Regions from separate parts of the Mus musculus genome. Here all the other regions are linked to region 1. Evidence: chromatin contacts called from public HiCAR-type and promoter capture Hi-C data. All regions are on one chromosome and are shown on one strand. The core of a region is the stretch at or near the end of the contact, and the rest is flanking DNA. Distances in the headings are between cores, read along the strand shown.

Region 1 (4,169 bases), core at 714-3,213:
AGAATCAGAGTAGGCATTTTTCTTAGTTACTTAATTACTAATGTGAACAGACACCATGACCAAGGCAGCTCTTATAAGGACAACATTTAATTGGGGCTGGCTCACAGGTTCTGAGGTTCAGTCCATTATCATCAAGGCTGGAGCATGGCAGAGTCCAGGCAGGCATGGTGCAGGAGGAGATGAGAGTTCTACATTTTCATTTGAAAGCTGCTAGTAAAACACTGACTTCCAAGCAGCTAGAATGAGGGTCTTAAAGCCCACATCCACAGTGACACACCTACTCCAACAGGGCCACACCTTCTAATAGTGCCACTCCCTGGGCCGAGCATATACAAACGGTCACAGGGCTTTTACAAAGACACACAAATAACCAGCAAGTCTATGAAAAGATGTTCATGAAATCACAGATTATATTCGCCATGAAATCACAAATCAAAACCACAGTGTGACTCACACCCACAAAGACAGTTACACTTTATATTTTCTTAGCACATGGTAGTCAGTGTTCAAAACTAATGGATGAGGGGGTGCTATGGTAAATGACAGAACTGGTATTTCCACTCACCTTTTCAAAGTGCCCCAGAACTAGCACTTAACAATGTATTCTGGATTGACATTAAGTCATGGGTATGTAAATGCTAGGCAACCCTAGATAATTGTATTTATATCTATGACTTAATGAGAACCTGATGACGTATTAAACTTGAGGTTATGGGGCTGATGTGTGACTTAACTTACCTTAACAATATCAGCTTTATGTTTTTCTAGAACTTGTAGAGTTTGGGCAGTATTGGAATCGATCACTACCACCAGTGAATGGCATCCATATGCAATTAAACCTTGCCAGCCCCTGGCGAAACAAGTGTTAAAATATAAAACAAAGCGACTCAACTTTGCCTATCATAAACAAATCTAGTTCACATGTGCCATTATTAGTAGTACTTCTTAAAGTGAAAGGCTTGTGATATTGTTCCATTTACAAAACACCCCCAGCTAAGTTTACAAATATTTATTGAGACTCATTTTCACTCAGATCAACAGTTCTAAAAGATATCTACAAAGAGCTCTGATGTGCAAAACCAATCTGGGCTGGTTTTGTATGAACACATGCTGTCTTATTCAGCATTTAATAACATTTATTTTTTATAACAACATAGAATCCACAATGCCCCTAGGATGAGTGACTAGTCTTAGTCCTTTCAATCAGATAAAAAAGTACATGAGAGGTCTCAGCCTCCGCAGCAACATTCCTAGCACAACAGTAATAGGATTTGCCTCACATGGTTAGTTCTCAGAACCTGGGTGTTATTTCACTGTGGAAAGAGAACTGGCTGTGGAGGCCGTGCTTCACGGGAACCAGTAAAGATAAAAGTGGGAGTAGGTAAGTGACAGGACACAGTTTGGGGCATTGTTGAATGCATCTAAGTGAAAAAGAGGAGTCTGAAAGAGTAAGAAAGAGTCAGGACCAGGAAGAGAAAAGGAGACAAGGAGAGAAGCCCTCCCGGGTGCAGGCTGGGGAAGAGGAAATGGGGACAGTAAAGGAATGAGATGCGGAGAAAGAACCCAGGACTGAAACTGTCTGCACCGAGGACCTGCCGGCTCCAGGCATTTGCGACTTATAGGACAACACAAATGTCTCAACTAAAAGCAAATCTGCGAGCTGTGGGACGCTGGCCGCGGTCTAGGCGAGGAAAACCGGAAGCCCAGTGTTCTTCCCCGTCCCCTCGCGAACTGCGGCCGAGGCCGGAAGCACTGCCCTCACCAGTCCACCGCCGCCTTGTTGTGCGCGTTGAGAGCCCCGGTGAGGGTGCGCGCTGACACCTTGAAGTTTACGGTGTAGGGTAACATCGCGGCGGCACCCCGGCCCTCCCCACCGGCAGGCAGGAAGCGACACGAGCAGCTCTTCCGTTCCAAAGTCCGGGTAGTCGCGTCCGCGCCAGCAGTTGGGTTCCGTGAAATCCCAGGTTCCTCCTTCCAATAGTCCGTCGTCTCTCCAGGAACTAGGACTTCTAGGTTCCTCCCTCTCCAAAGTTCCGAAACTCAAGTGAATCCCATGGAGTGTGGGTTGGAGCTAAGCATGGAAGAGGGGTTCTGCTACCAGTCGCATCTGCTTTCTTCCTTTTGGGAGAAAGATTGCTGGAAATCGTGAAAACAAAACAATAAAACTCCCAGTTTGCTTTTCTGCCTTTGATATGTTAATTTAGGGCAACTACCATTGCCAGCCACTGTTTGTTGTAGAAGGGTCCTGCATGAGAAGACACAGTGACTGTCTACTCACTAATGCTCACTAATGTTTGTTCTCTTTTTATTATGTGATAACTATCCTGGCTAATAGGGTTTGCATAACTCGCTCCCAAAGGACCATGTATTAAAAAACGTGATTTTCCCTACTTTAGGAAGAAGGGCCCATTGGGAGGTTTTTAGATCACTAGGAGAAGCGCCCAGGTTGGGGTGGGAGGTGCTGTTGAAGGGAATTGTTGGACCCTGGTCTTTTCCTCCTTATTTTTTGTGGCCCATGAAGTGAAAGGTTTTGCCATCTTGCTGTGCATCGTCACCATGGTATAGGTTCAAGAACAATGGGGCAAACCAGGCATGGACTAGAAGCTCCGAGATATTGTCCTTTAGAGACTGAGTATCTCGGGTGCTTGTTTCAGATTTGGAAATCTGGCCAACACACAAGTGAGGTGAGGAAGACTCAGTGAGTAAAGATGTTGAGTGTCTTTTAGCAGCAATTTAGCCATTTGTAATTATTTTTAAAAATACCCTATTGGGATATTTTAGCTCACTTTGTCTTTTCACTTCTGAGTTATAAGTATTCTTCGTTTATTATAAATTGAAGTTCCTTTTCATATATATATACATATATAATGTTTATTAAAATATACAAAAGTATGTGTTGAATAAACATATAATATAGAAATATATTTTATGATATGTATATTATATGATATATAGCACAATACATTATAGAAATTATATATTATAATATGTAGTATTATAAAATATACATACATAATATAAATACATACTATGTTTATATATAGATTATATTACAATATTTATATATAAGATTTATATTAAAACATATAAGATGTATATAAAAAAACCACTGTCGTTCCATAAATGTCAACATGAACCTTGAGTCAATTGGCTACGCAAATATTCCCAGCAAAGTCAAAGGCTGCAGTTAAGAGGACTTAAGTGTGTTCTCCAGCACCAGAGTGAGACAGCTCACAACCACCTGTAATTCCAACTCCCAGGGTTCACACCCTTCTAGACTCTAGTGCTCCTGCTCCTACACAAGAACATACCCTCACATAAACACATAGTTGAAATGAAAGGAAATCTTAAAAAATGATGAAATGAAACAAATGTTGGTAAGTTGTTCTTTTGATATTCTTTACTATATATGTAGATTTCATCTGTATTTTTAGTTACTGAAACTGCATAGCATGATGACTCTTGGAACCCTGCTGATAGTCCTGCTCAGTGCTTGCATATGTAAAAATCTACATGAATGTCCCTCTTCTCCTGCATCTTCAAGGGGCTCATGGAAGGTCGGTGTTACTGAGGGCTTTAGGTCACTCATTGTGACTCTGAGAAGCATCTTTAACTCCTTTCAGCCTCTGTGCTGGCTTCAGTGAGACGTCCCTCACCATCCTGAGCATTAGAGCATTTGATTTTTCAGTTGTCGGTTGTTTCGTAGGTTCAGGAGGTCTGGCCTGGATGGAGGAAGTGTGTCACTGGGGACAGATTTTGAGAGTTTAAAGGCTTAGATAGACCATCTCAAGTTTGTTTTCTCTGCTTTCTGCTTGTGGTTTGAAATGTAGTTCTCATGTGTTCCTCCATCTTGCCTGTTGCCATAATTCCCTGCCTTGATTGATGCTTATCCCTCCAGAACTGTAAGTCTAGATAAACTTTGTCTTTCCTAAGTTGCCTTGATCATAGTGTTCTGTCAGAGAGATAGAACCTGCACTAATACAAACTCCTTCCCCCTGTTATTGTGGCAGAGAAAAGGATTAAATTAGACCAAACATTTACAAAGCCTTAACGTAACACTTAGCTTCCTATAATTCCTTGTTTATTTACTGATAGGCATAAAACAAGGCCTGCTGTTTTCAGTGACTGCATTGCTTCCTCTAAGATATCATTTTAGCAGATAAAGACCT
Region 2 (4,169 bases), core at 870-3,369, 880 kb before region 1:
ATTTAAGTTAGCATACAAAGTGATGGGCTTCATTGTGATATTTCAAATCGGTACATTTTCAAGTACACCACGCCAGAGCATATTCTGGAGTATTTTACAAAGTTCACTAAATTGAAGAGGATGGAGAATGTAATTAAATTGGCATCAAGAACCAGCAGAATACAATAGCACTCTAATAACAGCAGTAGAACCTAGTTAAATGTGGGTAAGTTACTCAATGTTGTGCTTCTCCAGGGGAGACAGAGGTCTAGAAAACACCAGAGAAACAGTCTGTTGATATTCATTTGGGAAATGGAAGTTAAAACCAGAGAAAAATCACCATGAACTCATTAAATGAATAGAATCAAACGACAGAGAGAGATTGGCACAATGTAGAGAAATTAGAACTCTCTTATTTTGATGATAGGAAAACAAAATGTAGAGCCGTAGTTCAGTTGTTTTTCAAAATATCATATTTAACGTTATAATTTCAAAACTTCTTTTGATTATGCCTAAGTGAAATAAAAATATGTATCCACATAAATAATCATACATGAATGATTATACCAGCATTATTCATAATAGCCAGAAGCCAGAAAGAATTTTACTTCTGTCAGCTGGTGAATGGTCATTGCAATCAGAAGGAGCAGGGATGATCTTAGAGAGACTGTAATAGATGACATGAGTCAGACGCAGACTCTGCTGTGTTTTCCTCTCTGTGACTTATCAGTATTGAAATTGATATGCTTTAATTAATATTTTAGCATTATTTTATTAATCCTCATAATATTAGCTAACAAGCCATGAATAAAAGCTTTCAAACCATTTTTCAAGATTTTTTGAATGGCGAACTGCTTGGCTTTCTGAAGAGACTTAGGCAAACACTCTGGGAGGACCCAGGGACTTCACTTCTCTTATGTCAGCATAATAGTGTGAGGCAGCTTCCTGTGGTAAGGTATTGCTAACGGCCAGAATTTGGAAAGAGAAGTGGTGGGAGGGAGAGAATTGAAAGAAGCCATGGAGACATGAAGGGAAGGGGCTGAGCTGTTAAGCTGGAGTTTGGATAATTTCCCTAAGTGTGGAGTACCCTGAGGAGCAGATGTGCTGAGAGCTGGCATGAGTTGGAGCGCTGTGGAGATGGCCAGCCAGTGAACTGGTGGGAGCAAAGCTTTACCTGGTTTAGTCTATTACTTAGGCCCAGCTTTATTTGAAGAGGTAAAGCAGGAAGCAGGAGGGACCTAGTGAAAACATAGTTATTTGTAGGTGATGGCCAGCAGTCTGTTGGTGATAATGATAATCAGAAGAGGAAGACAGGGCTGTGGCTTGAACCACTGGGCCAAACCAGAGAGGAGCAGGGTTTTGTTTCTTGTAGCTGTATATGTAAGGAAAGAATCCTATAGTTTCAGATTGTGTCCCATACACTTGACTTGGGAGTGTTATTACTCAAAGGCACCAATTAGAAATCTGGAACAAAAGCACTAGATTGTCCTTTGATAGCTGTTCCCTTCCCTTGCATCTAAGGCCTGTTGGGCAGTTCTGGCTCGGGCAGAGCTGCCAGTAAGGCCCAACAGTTGAACTGAAGACATCCTTTCTTGTCTTGAGTTTGCTGTGGTGAGTACAATGCAAGCATCTTGCATATGTGGCCAGACAGTTCTCCTGAAGCTGATTGGTCAGGAGGTTGACGTTCCTCAGTTAGGTTTTGGGCATCACGTGATTGTTGAGACAGTAGAAATTGGAGATGTGTATTGCTTTGTGAAATGAAATGACAGTCACTGAAGTCTTCCTTTATAGGACCCCAGGGTGACTAAAATGTAAAAGTGGATTTTGAGACTAAAGAAAGCACGCTTAAAGTAGAAATTCAAACACTGAATAGAAAAAAGCCACAGATTTGTCTTGTTCAAGATTTTTCTGCACACACTTGAGTTAGTTTGGGGATCTTAAAAGTTCAAGCTATTTTCTTGCTGGGTTAGCTAGCTTTCCTTCAGCGAGTAGAACTATTCATCATTCCTCCCAAGACCTTCTTAGCTGTGTTCAAAATTAGGGTCATCTTCCCTGACAGTTTTCATTGCCCATTAGTTGTGCGTGAATGCTTCAGAAAAACCTTGAATAGTAAATCCTGGGGTGGATTAGTCTCCATGGGGACATCAGTCTTGTTTGATCTCGGCATTCATTGAGTTCTCAGTCTGCTATGTCACCATGGAATATGTGTTCCTGTAAGAAGGGCTGTAAGAGCAGGAGTTGCCGGTTGAACAGCAGTGAAGGAAGCTCAGACCAGTCACTGAGCAGTCCAAGGTTGGGTCGTAGTGCTCAGTAAACACTGTTTAGTTGGGAGAGTCCACGTTTGGACTTCTATTACTTTTGGTATACCGTTTGGAAAGAGCCTTACTTTGTAAAGTCTTTTTATTGAGAGAGTCAGGATTTAAAATACACAAAAATCAGATTAAGGCAAAGCACTTAGTATTAACAATTTAATTTTAAAAGAAAATCTGTATGTTCAATAGTAATAGTAGCTCTTTTCTTTCTGTATATATTTATTAAAACCATTTGTGGTAAGTCCTTTATCATAAATTTTAAATCCAGTGATAGTGCTTATAAATATAAGAAGGTAATACTTTTTTTTTAAATTAAAAATTTCATGCCAGTGGATTTATCTAGAGAGTCACCTTAGTTATGTATACTTACTTGAATTCTTAAAATTGCTTCTAAGCTGTTAGTTCCTATAAGGAGCTTGTTTTCTGCTTGATTATCTCTATACATCAGCTTCACAGAGCTCATACTTGAATGCAATTTAATATCACCTGGATGTGGGGAATCATTATAGAAATAAAAGTAAAAGCTTTTCTGATTATGAACAGACATGTAAAAACTCTTCAGTTCTGAAACTTTAGCAGTATGTCAAACACAGTGGTTTCAGATAACAAAGAACTGTTTTATTAATTAAAGTTACAAATACACAAATAAAAATAGCGAAAACCCCAGATTTTCCATTTTTGGTTTTTCAGAAGAAAATAACTCTTCATCGTCCAGCAGAGACATGTCGTCAGATCCAGCACATAGTACAGTAGTGGGGATATAGTCCTGGTCCTGAGAATGGTAATGCAGACCCAGTAAAGAGGAAGGCACAGAGCAAAGAACAAGCAGTGGCAGCGCTGCATGGGAGCCCCATTAGGATGCTTGGACCAGGGTGCTTGACTGAGTGCTTCTTCTGTATCCCCCATCCAGTGAGCTTACCTGAGCTTCTCATGCAATGACCTTTAGGGCTCTTAACTATAGGTTTTTAAAAGATAAAACAATAATCTTACCCAGACAGTGTAAACGCATGTCTGACTTAATCGACCTGTTATTTGCTATAAAACCAGTAAACATGAAAATTGTTTCAAAGAGCATTTGTATATAATTTAATGAAGTAGGTGATTGAGATTTGATTGCTAGTAGATTAAAGCAACTACTAATTATCTAACATTAGGTAGTATTCATTCCCGTCAAAAAAACTCTACAGGTTAACCTCTGTCCCTGCAGAGCCGTAAAATAACATATTCAGAAGAAAACCAGCAGTAGGTTTTTGCGTCCTAGAAGAACAGGCTGGGAGAGGTGGCTTTGGGTGGCTTTGGAAGGAGGAGGTTCTGTTCTCTGAAGTCTTTACCCTCCTCATCTTTACCCCTTTGGAAAATCCTCTCAACCGACTTCCTCTCTGCTAATTACTCTGAGCCTAGCTTGTCTTGGGGCATCACGGAGGCCCAGGAAGGCAGTTGGGCGAGGAGACAGGTGGGTTTGTTAGGATAAATAAGCACTCATTTGGGGACAGTTTGGCTGGAAGTGAGACCTGGCCTATTAATATTCATGTCATCTCTACATGGTGCTTTGGAAACGGAAACTGCACTGCATAGCTCGTTAATCACCAAAGCTTAGCCATCTTTCCTCGGAATTCAAGGTGAATTTTTTTGTATAGCTGAGGGGAGCTTTATTTGTGTGTGTGTGTGTGTTATCAGCTAAATCCTTGAAACAGAAGATCTTGTGAAATTTTTCTGATTTTTTTCCTTTGTACAACCTAAACTGCAAGCTGCAGACTTGGAAAGAAGCATTAAGTATTGCTAACCCCATCCCTGACAGACTTACAGGGAAATAAAAGGTAGCAGTTGTAGTTTACATGACCTTGCTCTTCAGGGCCCTCTGTGTAATTGTGTAAACAC
Region 3 (4,169 bases), core at 853-3,352, 670 kb before region 1:
TAAACTTAAAATTTTCCTATTGTGGATTTGTGGCTTTCCTAACTTGGGGGAAAAAAAAAGGTGCTCTTTGGCAATCAGGGCCTTTGGACGGTGGCTACCTTTTCATCTTCATACAGAACAAATTCTGCACGCTGCCTCTGACGTTAGTTAAAGAAGGTGTTTTTGTTTTCAGCGGAAGGGCTTCCCTCCTATTCAGCATCTATAAAGCTAGAGATGAATGGGGTGGGGGAGACAGGGACAGCGGCTTCCTGGGCCATTAATTTATGTGAGAATGTGTTAACCTCATTTTCAATGGCTGGTGGGCCCACTGCAGTAGGGAAAGAGCTCTGTCCTGAGACACGGAGTTTCTCATCAGTGGGGATCATAAAGATAGAAGTGCCAGCCTGGAGCAGGACCATTCCCTTGTGACTTCAGGTTAGGGAATGAGCACACATTGACACTGAATGGCTCAGTGTCAACCTGGCTGAGGTGTTCCCACCCAGGCCACAGAACTCATTCAAAACACACCCCTTTCCACTAGACATAAACAGATCATTTCGTTTGGAAATCCGGCTGTTATTTTTGTTGTTGTTGAGTTTTCAAATTCTAATTTCATAAGTATTTGCCTGAGGCATTGAACATGGATTTGCTACCCCTTGCTTTTTAGTGATGTGCATATAAGTTTCCCAGGCTATGCTGTGAACAAAGATGATCTGATCATGTGGGGCCTGAGGAATCGTGTGTGTAAATGGCATAAGGTAGAGTATTAGGGATTCTGGTACGTCTCCTCTTTCAAACCTGTGTCCCAGGTGGACTTTACTGTCTGGCTTTGTTTGTCTTTAGGCACCAGAGAGAGTCTAAGGCTTTTCTGAACTTAGTGACCTATTTGAGCCAGGATCTTATATAGCCCAGGGCTGACACAAACTCAGCATGTACCTGAAACCATTTTCAAGCTCCCGAACTTCTCTTTATCCTGCGAGGTCTGGGACCTCAATAATTGACCCAATAATTAAGATTCAATTTATTTAGACAAAATGTAGCTGGCTTCAAACTTACTATGTAGACCAAGTTGGCCCCCAAACACAAGGCAATCCTCCTGCCTCACACTTCTGAGTGCTAGAGTTACAATTTATATGGCCTTGACTTTAAACACAACTGCTCAAGGGATGAAAGAGAGAAAGGGAGTGCGTACTGAAAGATAAATGATCTCAAGGTAGTCTAGTGGGAGAGACAAATGGGAGATGCCAATCATTACAGCCCGGCCTGACATTTAGTTAAAGAATCCTGCTTTGCAACAGAAGAGTGTAAGAGTCAGGGAGAGAATCCAATTTGCTCACGGTCAGATGACTTGGTTTTTGGTAGAGTGAGTGTGTTTTCTGTTTCTGATTCTTTGTTTCTTTCTCTGTTTCTTTCTTAGGTGGCATGGAGATCAGGCCTTGTACATGCAAGGCAAGCGTTCTACTACTAGGCTACATCTCCAACACCTCTCTAGACTCTTTCAAGTTTCTTCCCCCTCTCATTAATTAATTAATTAATTAATTTTCATTTTATTTGATTGGTATGGATGTTTGCCTGCATGTCTGTCTGCACATTGTGCATGCAGTATCTCTGAAGGCCAGAAGAGGGCGTCGGGACTCCTGGAACTGGACTTAGAGGTGATTGTGAGCAAGCCAAGTGGATGCTGGGAATTGAACCAATCTCTGGCAGTATTCTTAAACTACGGAGCCATTTCTCCAGCCCTACTTTCTTTTAAATATTTATTTCTATTTTTAAACTATATGCCTGTATCTTTGTGTTCACGAGTGCAGTTTCCTAAGGAGACCAGAGGCTTTGGATGACTCTGCAACTGGGGTTACAGGCCATTGTGAGGGACTGATATTTAGCCAGCAACTGGCTTTTGGCCTTTAAGAAGGCAGGAAGCACTCTGAACTGCTGATCCATCTCCAGCCCTCCTTTGGATTTCTTTATGTTAACCTACATTGATACTATTAAAGATGTTTTCTGTTGTAGATTGCCTTTTCCCATGGCAGCCACATTAAAGGGCTCATCCAGCAGCCGGTTGTGTTAACCTCTCCGATCTTCAGTTTTCTTGTCAGAATCTGGTTCTGTTACTCTGCAGGCAGATGTGCGGATAAGTACAATTACCTATTCACGTGTTCCCTTCCTAAAGGAGGGTTTCCCAAACACTCGTCCCCTGTCTATTGTTCAGAGGAACAAGACAACGCAACATCTCCCACGAACATCCGCTGCTTCCACCCTCAAAGCTTCATGACATGAAATGTCTGGCCCCAGTATGCTGCAGACCTATTCTAAGGTGTCTGAAGTTGCACAGCATTCTGTCATTTGTTTCCTAACTTGACATAAAACAACGTAACGCATCCACTGTGCACCAAAGCTGGCTAGGAACTGGGGCAGTGGCGTACAGAGGCCGTTCACCAACAGGGTTCCGAGAGGTCATCTGTGCACCCCTGCGGGCAGCGCGGCGGGGCCCCTCGCCTGCCTGGCGGGTGTCTCTTTGCGGCTGCTAGGCTTCGGGGGCAGCGCGGGGCTCGGGACTGCCCCAGCGCGAGGCGCTGATTGGCAGAGCGGGCGCCGCCGTCCAGGAAACGGCTCGGGTTTCAGCGGGGGGCGTGACCCGCCCGAGGAGGCTGCGGCGGCGGCGCGGGCGGCGAGGGGAGAGAGCCGGGAGAGGCGAGCGGCGGCGGCGGCAGGCGCGGAACGGGCGCACGGACGATCGAACGCGCGGCCGCCAGAGCTCCGGCGCGGGGGCTGCCTGTGTGTTCCTGGCCCGGCGTGGCGACTGCTCTCCGGGCTGGCGGGGGCCGGGCGTGAGCCCCCGGGCCTCAGCGTTCCTGAGCGCTGCGAGTGTTCACTACTCGCCAGCAAAGTTTGGAGTAGGCAACGCCAAGCTCCAGTCCTTTCTTCTGCTGCTGCCCAGATCCGAGAGCAGCTCCGGTGTCATGTCCTAGCTGTTCTGCGATCCCCGGCGCGCGTGAAGCCTCGGAACCTTGGCGCCGGCTGCTACCCAAGGAATCGTTCTCTTTTTGGAGTTTTCCTCCGAGATCATCGCCTGCTCCATCCCGATCCACTCTGGGCTCCGGCGCAGCACCGAGCGCAGAGGAGCGCTGCCATTCAAGGTAATCGTCGTGCCGAACGCCTCTGGGAGCTTCGCCAGCCGGGAAAGTGGGTGCCGTGGGAGGATGCGGGGGCGCAGGATCCCCGGGAGGAAGGCGCGGGTAAACCTATTTGGGGGCGCACCCTGTCAGTCTCTGACTGTATTGGTGATGGAGGAGTGGATGAATGCGGATGGCTGGCTTTGGGGGAGTTCTTTCAGCACCTCCATCCCAATGCTGACATCTGCCTCTGCCGCTGGCACCCCTTTCCTGTCAGACTCCGGCGGGCACAGTCCTGCCTACTGGGCGCGTTCCTTTGAGCTCAGAGCCGGCGCGCCGTGGGGCCGCCTGCCAGTGGCACAGCCCATAGGCGGTTCGGGAAGGGCATCTTTGGGGTGCCTGGTCCTTGGATTCTGGAAGCTCCAGCCTGGTACTACACAAACCCTTATGAGAGATCCTTTCTTGGGAAGAAACTGCTGGAGTGTGGTCAGGCAACATCCCCAAAGGGATGGAGATGCCGGGACGACACCTTTAGGGAGGCAGTGGCTCTGGTCCGGGATTCCGGTGCTGGCCATCCCTCACCAGCCACAGCGGTTGGCGCAGGAGGGATCGCCGCGCGCCTGGGGCTAGGGGGCGAACTGGACCGACTTTTCCTAGTTCGCCTAGCTGCTCCGACCGCTGCCGCGCCGAGATGTTGAAAGCACAGGCGAGTTCTAACTTGCGCGCTCATTCTTTCAGCGCGGGGGAATCGGTCGAGGGCCCTGCGTGGCGCTGGCTTCCACCCTCGCGGCCAGGGGGCAGGCGCGGGAGGCCGGCTTCGGCTCCGTGCCCCTGCAAACTTCCCAAGACCTTCCTTCTCCCCCCCACCTCACCCCCCAGTTCAATAAAATCTACCCTTAAAGGCAGACTTGCTTTCAAATCCACGGCACCCATTATGTGTTTGGTGTGAAACGCTATCAACATTTAAAACTCTATTGTCCCAAGCGTCCCAAATCCCTGTAAATCTTCCACCAGCCTGGACTCATTTTCATCTGAAAAGCCTGTTTAGTTTGAATAGAAAAGCAATCAGGCGCCCCT

Evidence for each region. Promoter capture Hi-C pulls out the DNA fragments that hold promoters and counts their contacts. HiCAR-type assays count read pairs that join an accessible place to other places.
Region 2: a contact with region 1 is called in a HiCAR-type map of astrocytes, with 5 times the contacts expected there. The contact joins the enhancer-like site here to the promoter of Wdr11 in region 1. A contact is called at or near these places in 2 of 39 promoter capture datasets (the C10 cell line and embryonic stem cells), 1 of 484 Hi-C or Micro-C datasets (myeloid progenitors), 3 of 115 datasets of contacts at active chromatin or transcription factors (the 230-238 cell line and astrocytes) and 1 of 9 other capture datasets (adipose tissue).
Region 3: a promoter capture Hi-C map of embryonic stem cells shows a contact between it and region 1, with 5 times the contacts expected there. The contact joins the promoter of Fgfr2 here to the promoter of Wdr11 in region 1. A contact is called at or near these places in 3 of 39 promoter capture datasets (the C10 cell line and embryonic stem cells), 3 of 484 Hi-C or Micro-C datasets (all in embryonic stem cells), 6 of 115 datasets of contacts at active chromatin or transcription factors (astrocytes, embryonic forebrain, embryonic stem cells and 2 more) and 4 of 9 other capture datasets (adipose tissue, embryonic stem cells, liver and 1 more).

The regions. Positions count from the first base shown.
Region 1 is chr7:129,589,657-129,593,825 of GRCm38.p6, reverse strand. It overlaps Wdr11 (WD repeat domain 11), which reads right to left and starts at 1,963. Exons shown (of 29, transcript NM_172255.3): 1 at 1,763-1,963; 2 at 739-850. The coding sequence starts at 1,848.
Region 2 is chr7:130,470,846-130,475,014 of GRCm38.p6, reverse strand. The region is part of intron 8 of Ate1 (arginyltransferase 1); the gene reads left to right. Among named protein-coding and RNA genes, the nearest start is that of Ate1, 47 kb to the left of the region's middle. Within about 2 kb of position 2,119, at least 18 of the 459 cell types and tissues checked have an H3K27ac peak or open chromatin away from gene starts, as enhancers often do. A contact at or near this core is called in astrocytes, where this site is marked.
Region 3 is chr7:130,264,741-130,268,909 of GRCm38.p6, reverse strand. Fgfr2 (fibroblast growth factor receptor 2) reads left to right here and starts at 2,102. Exons shown (of 18, transcript NM_010207.2): 1 at 2,102-3,116. RefSeq lists a promoter at 2,544-2,769.